Regions from separate parts of the Mus musculus genome. Here region 1 is linked to region 2. The links are chromatin contacts, called in public promoter capture Hi-C maps. All regions are on one chromosome and are shown on one strand. Each heading gives the region's core, a stretch centred on a gene start, on an enhancer-like site or on the middle of the called end of the contact. The rest is flanking DNA. Distances are from core to core; before and after follow the strand shown.

Region 1 (5,743 bases), core at 2,922-5,421, 2.1 Mb before region 2:
AAAATGGTACTTATCTCCATTGAAAATGACGTCTCTTGTTTTGAGTAAGATTAGGCAAGTCTTAAAAAGTTTATGAGACACTACTGAAAAAGTTAAGAGATGGTTGACAACTGGCATTAGCAAACCAATCAGAGTTAGGCTTAGTGGACAAATAGTGATGTATAGATGGCTGGTGGGCAATCAGAAGGTATATAGATGGTTTGTGGGCAGTCAGGAGATGTCTAGATGGCTTGTGAGCACTCAGAGGATGTGTAGGTGACATGTGAGCATCCTGAGGATGTATAGATTGCTTGTGAGCTCTTAGGAGATGTATAGATGGCTCGTGAGCTCTCAAGAGATGTATAGATGGCTTGTGAGCACTCAGAAGATGTATAGATGCCCTATGAGTGCTAACTTCCTTGTTTTTAGGTAAAGAAATCTCTGGGAAGCACCTAGGCCCAGTTTTGTCTTCAGCCCCTGTGCTAAGGGACAATGACATGTCTGTGGTCCTGAGGCTATGACTCTTCTCAGATTTGATTCATGCATATTATTTGTGAGTCAAGCAAACAGCTCATATGTAGGTGTGTGGGGTGATCATTCCTCTGCAGGGTGGATATTTCTTTCCTTTCCATTGTTTCTCCTCAGCCTGTACTAGAATCTCCCTGAGAGTGAACATGTGCCACCGTGACTCCAGGGAAAGATGGCGGCACATGCATCACCCTTTCCAGTCATCATATTACTTGGGCGGCATCTGTCTTCACAACCCAGCACTGGCCTCTTGGGTGATATGAGGAAGCAAAGGGCAGCAAAAGCTGTAGTTTTCTGATTCTAAATCCAAACGAGAAGAGAAAACTAACTACAATGGAAGGTGGTATGCAGGGATGCCCAAATAACTATTATTTATAGTGTGTTATTTATTTCTTTTACTAAGTTGATTTAATTGACCAAATGTTTTGCTTTTAGATGCGCACATCTTCAGATTGCTGTTTGGTGAGCAGAAGCCACAGCTAATGAGAAAATATAATGAGGCCCCAGAAAACATTTTAAAGTATTAAATATCATCATTATTACAGCCTTTTCATAAAAATGCCCTTGTGTGTTTACTGTGACATGAGCATGAGCTTTGGAAACAGCAAGCCTTGATCGAGTGTGGCTTCAGCTAGAGCTCTTAATGTGATGGTGAGAGGATTATCACACCTCTATAAACTTATCTACAGGATAATTAAGAATCTGCATTCATTCAGTAACTATCAAATGGACCATTAGGTCGGCTCTGTGGTAGCTGCAACCCACAGAGGGGCCAAAACCATTTGATGTTGAGTCTTCTATGCCCTGTGTGACACTGCTCCCACAATCAGGTAATATTACAGACTAGTAAAATAACAAACAGGGCATTCTAGAATATTCCAGGGTTAGCTCCGAGTGGGGAGGGGAGGGGAGTGTGTAAATTAGGGAGTGCTCCTCTCTTTCAATCTGTAAGATACATGAAGGTGAGAAGAGCGGTGGGCCTTGAGTTAGGAGACAAAGCAGGAGCATATCATTGTGAGGGCCGAGAGTTAGGAGAGCAAAACAGTAGCATAGCATGAGACTCTTGTGGGTCAGGCAACAGAATTAGACATCCATCCTAAAGCGATGACTACTCCCTGGAGGGCTGTAGGCAAAGACATCGTAAGTTGATTTCTACTTTATCATGTTCACTCCAGCAACTGTGGAAAGGGCCAGAAGAAAGCAAGACTATGGAGCAAGAAGCAACGGCAGCTTCAACCCAGAAATGGCGGGAGCGAATGGAAAGGAGTACATGAGTGGAAAACCGGGCATCCCCAGTGTTAGAACAGGTTTAACAGGCATCTGAGAGGATGAGGGAATTGGAGAAGGATTTGAAATTTCTAATTGCCACAACTAAAGCAATCACAGTCCTATTCATGGAGAGTAAAGGCAGACAGAAGAGTGACCAGAAAAAGCAGATGCAATTGTGTCTGCTGAGCCTTACATGTCAATGAAACAGCCACTGGAGCTTCCAAATGGCTGTTGGATCCATGAGTCTGAAGCTCAAACATGACTTGGCATGGTTAGTTTCAATGTTGCTAGTATGTATGTGGTGACAAATTGGAAAACTGTGAGATTGTTCAGGCTGAAAATCCAGAGCAGAAAATAGGAGTCTCAGGTCTACAGTGGTCTTCAACCCAGAAATATGTATGTTATTTTATCCTATGTCTGGGTTTCTGGGGAGCTAATAAAGATCAGACGTGTCAACACACTATCTCTGAGAAGGACGTAAGATTCACGGGCACTGAGGCTCAGGACCCTGCATTTCTCAGTTACCCAGCCTTAGAACTCTGATGCAAGGGATAAATAAGGACAGAAGAACCTTTGGATATAAAAGGTCAGGCCATGCAATGCCACGGGCTGCAAGTAGTTACTGATGCCGTGCTTGGCCTCTGTGTGGGATATCCTGAATTTCCTTTCCTGATGCCATTCTATAGGGCTCTTCATGAACATCCCGAGGAGGGAGTGCTTTAATAGGAGAAGTGGCCAATGGTGCTGTGTGCCGTGAAGAGTACCAGTATCACGGGTAACTTGAACGTCACCAGGAAGTAGCCATGAAAGGGGATTCGCAGAGTACTATGGAGTATTGCTTAGGATTCTGGCACTAAAGCTTGCAATAGTACTGCTTAAACAGGAGAAACATTTCTTCTTCAGGTCTAACAAATCTTGGCACAGTCTCTTGCTCTGGAATGCCATTCCATTATTGTATTGACCAGAGGCTGCTCTCTCATTCCCACCTTATGAGTAGTTCATATCTCAAATTCATACCATGGTACGTCAGCTTCTAGAACTTGAGCTTTCTCATCGATGTTCTACCATGATGAAGGAAACAGAAAACAAGACCATCAAGCACTGTCCCTTTAGTAAGCTCCATGACTCTCCTACTAGCCTCTCACCAATCACAATCAAGGTGCAATCAGAGCTAACTGCCAAAAAAACCTAGGAAATCTGGTCGGTTGAATGACAAGTGCCTGGCTGGTGAGTAGCGTTATAGTGTCAAATAGAAAGACTGCATACTATGGAACCATTAATAATCCCTTTAGAAAGTGAGGTGATAACCTGGACCCTTGGGGACACCTAGAAACTAAACCACCAATCAACAAGCAAGCTTGAGCTGGACCTAGCTTCCCAAGCCCCACACATATGTAGCAGATGTACAGCTTGGTCTTCATGCAGGTCCCCCAACAACTGGAGCAAAGGGTGTGAGAATGTCCCTGAATTTGTTGTCTGCCCATGGATCCTGTCCCTCTAGCTGGACTGCCTTGTCTGGACTCAGTGTGAGAGAATGTGCTTAGTCCTGCAGTGACTTGATATGCTAGGGTAGACGAATACCTGGGGTGGAGGTGGGCTCACCCTAGAGGAGAAGGGAATAGGACTGTGTAAAGGAGACCGGAAGGAGGGGGGTGCTGTAATTGGAACGTAAAATCAATAAATAAATTAATGAAAAAAATTAAAAATTAGTTGATAAAAAAGAATAGAAAACAAAATAGGAAGAGAAAGTACAAAACCACAGACATTTGTTTTCCCAAGTGAGTGCATTTTTTATGCCACATCTTTTGAGAATGGTTTGGATGTTTGGTGGTTTAGAGCATGTTATTTCATTTCTGAATGCTGAGAAGGCTGTTGGAGGAAGAGGCTTTGCAGTCAGAGAGTCAAGAAAAGCAGCTTAACTGCTGAGGTGGTCATGTGAGCTGAGGGTTTGGAGTTTGGGTAGAGATTTCCAAACTTTAGGCACATAAAAATGTTGACATTCATTTCTTGTTAGGCCTTATTCGGCCAGAAACTGAGGCCAAGTACTAGTGAGGAAGGCTAAGCCTTTGCTTGAGTTTAGAGACCTGTCTTGTTCACTTCCGTACTGGAGTGACTCAGCACTTCCTGCTTAAGCCTGCCTCTGTCTAGCTACCCCTGATGTGTCCATTTCTTATAGGCCCCATGAGATAACCCCACACCCCTGGTCATCTCACCCCATACCTTCTGTCACCCTTCCCTGACCCCTATGCCATCTCACCTCAGCAAAAATCCCCACCTTCTTCCTCAACCCTATATAAACAAAAGACTAATACAATAAAATGAGTTCCTGCTTTGAGGACTCCCAGCTGGCCTGGTGAATCTCAGCCCCAAGAGACTCAGCCAGACTGGGTTCTCTCCTTTGCCCCGGACATGCCAGTAGAGAGCTGACAACTTTTGTGGTAGGAAACTCACACACCATGTAACATAACAGCAACAAAAACAACCTCTGCTACTGAAGTCCTTATATGCCATCTTCAGTCTTGTTGGGTAAGTCAATCAAACCAGGACAGCTGAAACCCCCTTCTCTCTATGCAAGACTTTCTAAACCTCTGGAGAGACAAACTGAATCTAGGAGTGTTGGTCCAAGACAGTTTTAATGATTTCCCGAAAATCCAGTTCAATTTTGTGGGAGTTCAATTTTAAGGCTTCAAGAATATGGACCCAATGTCATCAGACCATTTATGGCACTTTCAGAAACACTGCTGTCCATCAAGCACCAACCATCATCCTATCAGACATCTCTGCACCTCTGCTTCTCTCTTTAATACAACCTAAGAGTCCTCTTTTTACACATGGTTTCCTCAAAGGCTAACTTTCATCATGCTATCATCTAAGCTACCACTCTTATCTCATAACTAATGTTTGGCATTTCAATAGCAATGCCTGCACAATATGAGTGGCATTAATCCACGCTTGCTCATGATGCCACATGCTATCATTAATAACTTGGGGTACTCTATCATCACTTCAGGCTGTGATGTCTTTAAATTCAGGAACTTGTCTTTGACTGGCATAACATTTGACCTAGAAGATGCCCTGAAAGTCCCAGAGGCCGAACAAGTACATAGGGCAATGAATACCAGACTGAACAGAGGATCAAAAAAAAGAAAAGAAAAAGAAAAGAAAAGCAGAAAAACTGACAGGGAAACCAAAATCAAGCAGTGTAGTGGAAAATAAAGATGTGATAAACAGAATATTGTAAAGAAAAAATAGAGTACAGCCGGAAGAAGGTCATTAGAGCCTTGAAGACAATGTGGGTGATTTAATCACAAATAGTTTTAAGAAACACGAGAAAAGAAGTCTGCAGGCAACTTGAAATAGACTCTTAAGTACCTTTCAAACCCAAGAAAAATAGGTAGCAGAAAAAAATCAATGCATTGAAACCCAACAAAGCTTCAATGTACCATCCCTTTTCAATCAGTTGGACAGAAAATGATGTGTTTAGTACATCCCCCTTCTTCATGTTTGGACCTTTAAACAGGGTATTTGGATTCACAGTCTGTAGCCAGCTCAGATTGTCTCTGCTTCCAGCACGCTGCTGTACTTTTTAAATGACACTAGCCTTCCAAGCAAGATTGATTGTAAACCTGAAAAGGTTATATGTGATGTAATGAATAACACATGCTACCCCTGCAAGTGTATCTCCGGAAGGGCACACACACCGCCTTCTGTACGTTCGCATCATTTAGAAAATGTGGGGATGGATTTTAATAATCAAGCCAAAAGAAAATTTCCTAATACACTTACTTGATGCTCTGCTCTAACTCATTCACTCAGTGAATACACGGTTATTAGGAGCAAACTATTTTTTTTTTACAGTCTAAGAATATCTATGAATAACTGAGTAGGTGAATGAATTCGTCATGTGCAAGACCTCATGCAAGACACTGGGAAGGTATTAAGATAATTCATACATTGGCCCTTCTCT
Region 2 (5,758 bases), core at 3,098-5,597:
CCTAACTCTCCTGTGGCCTTGCACAATCGATCTACCCTTCCTGTGTGACAGACCTGTGTGACAGACCCTAACCATGGTGAGAACTAAAAATTATAAAGAACATTATAAAGAATGAAAGGGACAGTACCTGTGAGGGACCAAAGCAGAACCGGCTAGCTTGCAAGCATCTCTTGACTTTTAACCCTTATACTCAGAACTATTAGATCATAGAGAAACGGTTTTTCTTTTAACATTATAGAAATGAAAATAAGGACCTACATGTCTCCACATATATCTGGCATACAACTGTAATTTAAGACTACAGGCTGTTAACCCTTTCATTGCCAGTTTTTTAAGTTCTTACTAAATATGAACTCAAATTTCTGCTATTCTCATCTGAGGCACAAGTTTACCTCTGTTACTGTGGTGCTCTGCATTTTTTAAACAAAACATTTGTCAATATCATATCCACTATCTAATACTCTTTTCTAATTTTTGTTTACAATTTCCCCCAACTTAAATGTATATAAAATTCAGCATCAATAAAGCTGCCTTTGTACTTTCTTATACTTCTGGTTGTGAGCCTAGTAGCCTAAATGGCTGAGCCATTTCTCCAGTCCAAATCAATCAACAATAAAGATACTTCGAGTACAGCTATAATGAACCTTTTGCTCCTTTTATGAAATTAGTAATTTTGTCCTATTAGGACAAAATGACCTTTGCAGCTATTTGTCCCTTCTCATCTTAGAAAGACTTGAGTCTTTATAATTTCTCTTCATCTCTCTCCCCAACATAGTTGACTTGAGCCCAACCTAGCCAGAATTTCTTCCCCACCACTTCATAAGAAGTGTTGTTGTCTGGGCTGGAGAGAGGGCTCAACAGTTAAGAGCACTCGAGGACCTGGGTTTAACTCCCAGTACCCAAGTGCAGCTCTTACTGTCTGTGACTACAGTTCCAGGGGATCATGTCAGAGAAGTGAATGCAGGGAAAACATACAAATAAAAATTAAATAAATTTATATAATATAAACTACAAAAACAAGAAAAATTTTAAGGAGAGGGAGAAAGAGAAAGGGAAAAGAGGAAGGGATGGAAGGAGAGAGATAGGAAGGGAGAGTGGGCTGTTCCCAGGTCCCCATGGCTCCTGGGCTGCTCAGTCCCAAAGCTGACTCTCACTCAAGTCCTACCTGACGGATCTACAGCATATTTTAAATCCTTGCTTTTCTTATGCTTTCTTCTTTATCCGTATTCATTCAGTAAGTATTTATTAAGCATCAGGCTGCTACAGACTTCATACGTCACTGACAGATCCTTCATAGTCTGCTCTGCAAAATCCATCTCTTAATATTAAATGGAAAGAGCAGTTTGGACTTTTCATATATCTACTGCCATTCCACTTCACTTCAGCCAATGCTGTCTGCCAGTCTATCTGTGTTTGGCTGCAATAGACTTGTAATTCCTGAAGGTTTATCTATGCCTCAGATTCCTGCCCATAAACTCGGACCCATTTGTCAAAGTCTCTACTTAAATATCTAAGCAGCCTTCATATAAAACCGTCTAAAACCCTCTTCCCTGAAATCACTGCTCCTCCAGGGTTCTCCATATCACAAAGTGATAAATCTATTCTTCTAACTACAGGAGCTAAACCAAATTGGGCCACCCTTGACTCTTTACACAACACAGGAGGGAATTTACATCAGGTCCACAATGGCGCAGCCTCCGTGCATGTCCACCACTAGCATCCTGGTGAAGGCCCATTCTCTCTACCACCGGGATCACTGCAGCAGTCTCTGGAGTCTCTATTCTTTTTTTCTCCCTTCTTAAGTATATTACTAAAACGGGCCAAAATGGCCACTCAGAACAAAAGTCAAGGCATGCTCTGACCTGTAAAGTTCAGTGTCACCTGCTTCCTGCCTACGTCCTAACATCATCTCCTAAGGCCATTTCCTTTATTCCCTGTAGTCTGCCTACAGTGGACCGTAATAGTTCCTGAATTTGTTCTTCTGCTGTTATCCACTAATCCAGTTCACCCACTCACTTCTCTCAGGCCTTTGTATTATTTTTGCACTGAAGCTTTCTAGGACCAGCCCATATCTACAGATATAATTGAACTTAAATTACCAAGCCTTCCAGGCCTCCTTATTTCCTTCTCCTCAAACATTTCCCTGAAACATTTCCCTCACCAAGTCTTCCTTAGCACTCACTGTCTATTCTATTCATTGTTGCCTCTCCCAAATCTGCTGGAATAGTGCCTGGCCCACAACACTCAATTCAGTTTGACAAAACTGAATGAACAGAAGCCAGCATAGTGAGGAACGATGAGTCACAGGTCTCATCTACATAAGGCCAGCTAACTAAGGGCACCCATCCCTGTGAACGTTCTGCAAAGAACAATCAAAATGGTGAGCAATCGAGCCACAGAGACAGAGAGACAGAGAGAGAGAGAGAGAGAGAGAGAGAGAGAACCCAAATAAAATTAAATTTTCATAAATCAGAATTTCATCTCTTTAATATACATCAACAGCACAATAATAATATATGTATAAATTGAGCTTTAAACATATATAATTAGGGCCACACATTTGCATAAACCTGTTAACTTTACATTACTATTATTTATACAGTAGTTTCTTGTATACGTTCTAAAGATTTTTTTTCTCCAACTAACTACAGATATAACCTACTATAATTCAGTAAACTGTGTGAGGCTTAAGAATTCACACTTTCTGCAGAGTCAGCATTACATTTACAAACATTATGGATATATTATCACCAGTTCTCTGGAATTCTTTGGAATTTAAGGAGAGCACCAACCTTAGGAAGAAAAAACCCAAATGCAGCAGCCCAAGGTATTTATAAGCTGTATGGCAGACAATGGACTATGCTGCTTAACAGGCAAGACCAAGGAGACAGAACGCAAAACCAGAATGTAGTCATCCAAATCTGAGGGGCTCCTGAGTGTCTGCTCCCTCTCCTCTCACCTCAGGATGGAGCAGCCTCCAAACCTATTCTCAAGTAAGAAGCAGCAAGACGCACAGCGCCAGTGTCCAACAACGTGAAAGGCTGCTAAGTGCCTCTGCCCCCTGCTTGTTTGTTTTATTATTCATAGAAAATTTTTTCCTAGTTTCTCGACTCAAATCAAGAAAAAGAAAAGCATTATGCAAGGATCACGTACGTACTGTCTATAAGAAATTACAAGTGTCTGTCCCACTACTGCTGACACTTTGAATCCTCAAGCAGGACAAGAAGTCTTCTGTTCTCTTGTTAAGAAAAAGAAATTATAAGTGAAGCTTTAAAGAAAGGACTCTACCAACATTTCTAAGCCACAATGATTTTAAAACTCATCTAAATTGCACTTCTTTCTTATTAAAACAAAGAAAAATTCTAATTATGTTTCAGTAGCTAAAAATGCTACAGTCAAAACAAAGGTTTCTGAAATAAAATGATCAATAAATACCTAAAAAAAACATACATTTCTTCAACTCCTCGAAGGAAGTTGAGACACAGTATTAGGAAGCTCTAACATATGTGAGACAAGATATAGTACCAGTCTTATTCCTGAATTATCATTCTGAAAAAAAAAATTCTTTGTCAGAATTTTATTTTTTAAGTAGCAATACACAAAGAATGCTGACATATACTAGCTTACTGGTGACTTACAATGCGATACTTTGAGATGGGAGGGGGATAGAAAAGGAATTGTCATTCCCATGTTTAAATCCAAAAACACAGCTACAAGTTTGGAGAGTTACTGCCAATCCACAACACTACCAATGTTGGCTACAAACAGCCCTTTGCCTTCACCCTTGCTCTTTCGAGTTTTCTCTACTGCACAGACCCCACCTCACTTTCCAGGGCACCTACTGGCAAACGACCACCAGTGAGGACGAGGGGGACGCTGCAAAGCAGCTAAGGCTGTCCTGGAAAGGAAACTAAAGCAAAGGAGAAGGTACAAAGACAGCCCAGCTCCCTGATTGGCTTTGTCTAAACGAAATGTTTGTAGGAAGACACTTCTTTCAAGGAGTCGAGGTCGGATCTAGGAGGCTCAGTTGAGATTTCCAGTGTACTACTTAGCTGCCCAACACCCCTGAGCCCCGCCACCCACTATAACTTAAGCCTACGCCCGCCGCCACCAAGGAACTGGGCGTCTCGGCGCCTCTCACAGCCGGGAGCGGGAAGCTCTTTAGTTCAGAAAACAGAACTCACCTGCCGGGTCATGAGAGATTTGATTTTTTGCATGTCGAAGTCGAGAGACAATTACCCTGCCTCGGAGAAGTAACAAATCACATAATCCCACCAGACAGCCGGCTACAACACAGGGAAGCCATAGTGAGTCGTCACGTGGAGCTGCCCGCCTGGGTCAGCCTTCCTTTCCCCGAGCATGACGGGAAATGTAGTTTTCCGGCTGCAATCAAAGGAGGAGGCCAACTTCAGTACTACATTTCCCAAGAAGCAGTCGCTTCAATGAACTGGGACTCCTTCTGTTCCAGAGCCACTACCTGGACTTGGAAGAGCGTTGGGCGAGGCGAATACCTATGACTTAGGTAGTCTGGCCACTGAACTAAACAACTCTGAAGCGTCTGTAGATAGTCCACTTTGACAAGATGCCCTCTAGGAGTGCAAGAGAAAGCACACCTGGGCTAGAGAGGCGAGGAAAGAGACTGATTGACCTCCATAAAGAGCACTTGGAAAGGTGACTTAAGACAAGGAATTTCCCAGTGGCTCTGGGTGTGCCCTGAGGAAAGTGGGAGGCAGGACCCCTAAGATACTGATGGCCAGCCGTAGGTTCTTCTTCATTCTTGGCATTTCCTGAAAACGCTCTAGAAAAATCAAAGGATTTCGTCTACCCCACCTATCATTTTTCTACCTGCTTTAGCAAAGGCAAGTCGAGGCAGATGTCAGTAAGTATGAGGGCACTTGTCACTTTAAAGCCCTGATCTTGTTATTAGTAGTATAAAGGAGAAAGTAACGGGGTAACTTTGCTGTGGGGGGCAGCAAACCCAGAGCTAATAACAATAGGTAACAATGAAAACTTACGAATTGGGAGAAATTTTGTTAATGGCTTCATGTGTATGACCTTATGCATTTATCTACATGAGCATCTTTTCCTTGTTTTGTTTTGTTTTTGTACTACAATTTTTCATACAATATGTTCTGATCAGGTCTCCCCTCCCCCAACTCATCCTAGATCTGCCCCTACCGCCACACTTGCTTCCACGCACCTTCTTTCTTTCTCCCTCTAGAAAACAAAACATGCAAACAAACAAACAAAAAGATTGAAAAGGAAAGAAAGAAAAACACAAGAAACACACCCGCAAGCTCGTATGCATGAACATCTTCTGGAGTTACCATCATCTTCATGTTAAAAAATGGTGAAACAGGCATGGAGAAGTTAAGATACTTACCTAAGATTGTTAGACGTATAAACTGATGACTTAAATGCTTAAAGGTTCCCGGTATTATGCTGAGGAGTGACTCCTAAATCAGGACACCAGTGCCTTTTAACTACATTAGTTTAACGTATTATAAAAACTAATAACTAATGTTTTTATTATAAAAGCAAAGCATAAACTTGACTGTATGGAGGGTTGGACACTAGCTCAGAAATCGCCTATGCAGTTGCCTCCTCTAGTGGCTGGCTTTTCCTGCAGATGCACTTCTCTTTGGGAGCAATGTAATTACAAAGTTAGTTCACCTTAGATACAACCATTCATGTAATCTTGAGGATTTCCCCCAATTGATTCTCCTAGTGTAAATAATTCTACAGATATGAAGGGGTC

The links. Promoter capture Hi-C pulls out the DNA fragments that hold promoters and counts their contacts.
Region 1: a promoter capture Hi-C map of pre-B cells shows a contact between it and region 2, with 13 times the contacts expected there. The contact joins the enhancer-like site here to the promoter of Vps50 in region 2. A contact is called at or near these places in 7 of 39 promoter capture datasets (the 3T3-L1 cell line, the HPC-7 cell line, embryonic stem cells and 4 more), 1 of 15 datasets of contacts at CTCF or cohesin (large pre-B cells), 11 of 484 Hi-C or Micro-C datasets (CD4 T cells, cardiomyocytes, cerebellar granule neurons and 5 more) and 3 of 115 datasets of contacts at active chromatin or transcription factors (the NIH/3T3 cell line, astrocytes and embryonic forebrain).

What each region holds. Positions count from the first base shown.
Region 1 is chr6:5,581,314-5,587,056 of GRCm38.p6, reverse strand. No RefSeq gene overlaps it. Among named protein-coding and RNA genes, the nearest start is that of Gm34470, 21 kb to the right of the region's middle. Within about 2 kb of position 4,171, at least 46 of the 459 cell types and tissues checked have an H3K27ac peak or open chromatin away from gene starts, as enhancers often do. A contact at or near this core is called in the HPC-7 cell line, the NIH/3T3 cell line and pre-B cells, where this site is marked.
Region 2 is chr6:3,496,982-3,502,739 of GRCm38.p6, reverse strand. Vps50 (VPS50 EARP/GARPII complex subunit) reads right to left here and starts at 4,347. Exons shown (of 28, transcript NM_024260.5): 1 at 4,185-4,347. The coding sequence starts at 4,217. It also overlaps a transcript of Hepacam2 not described here.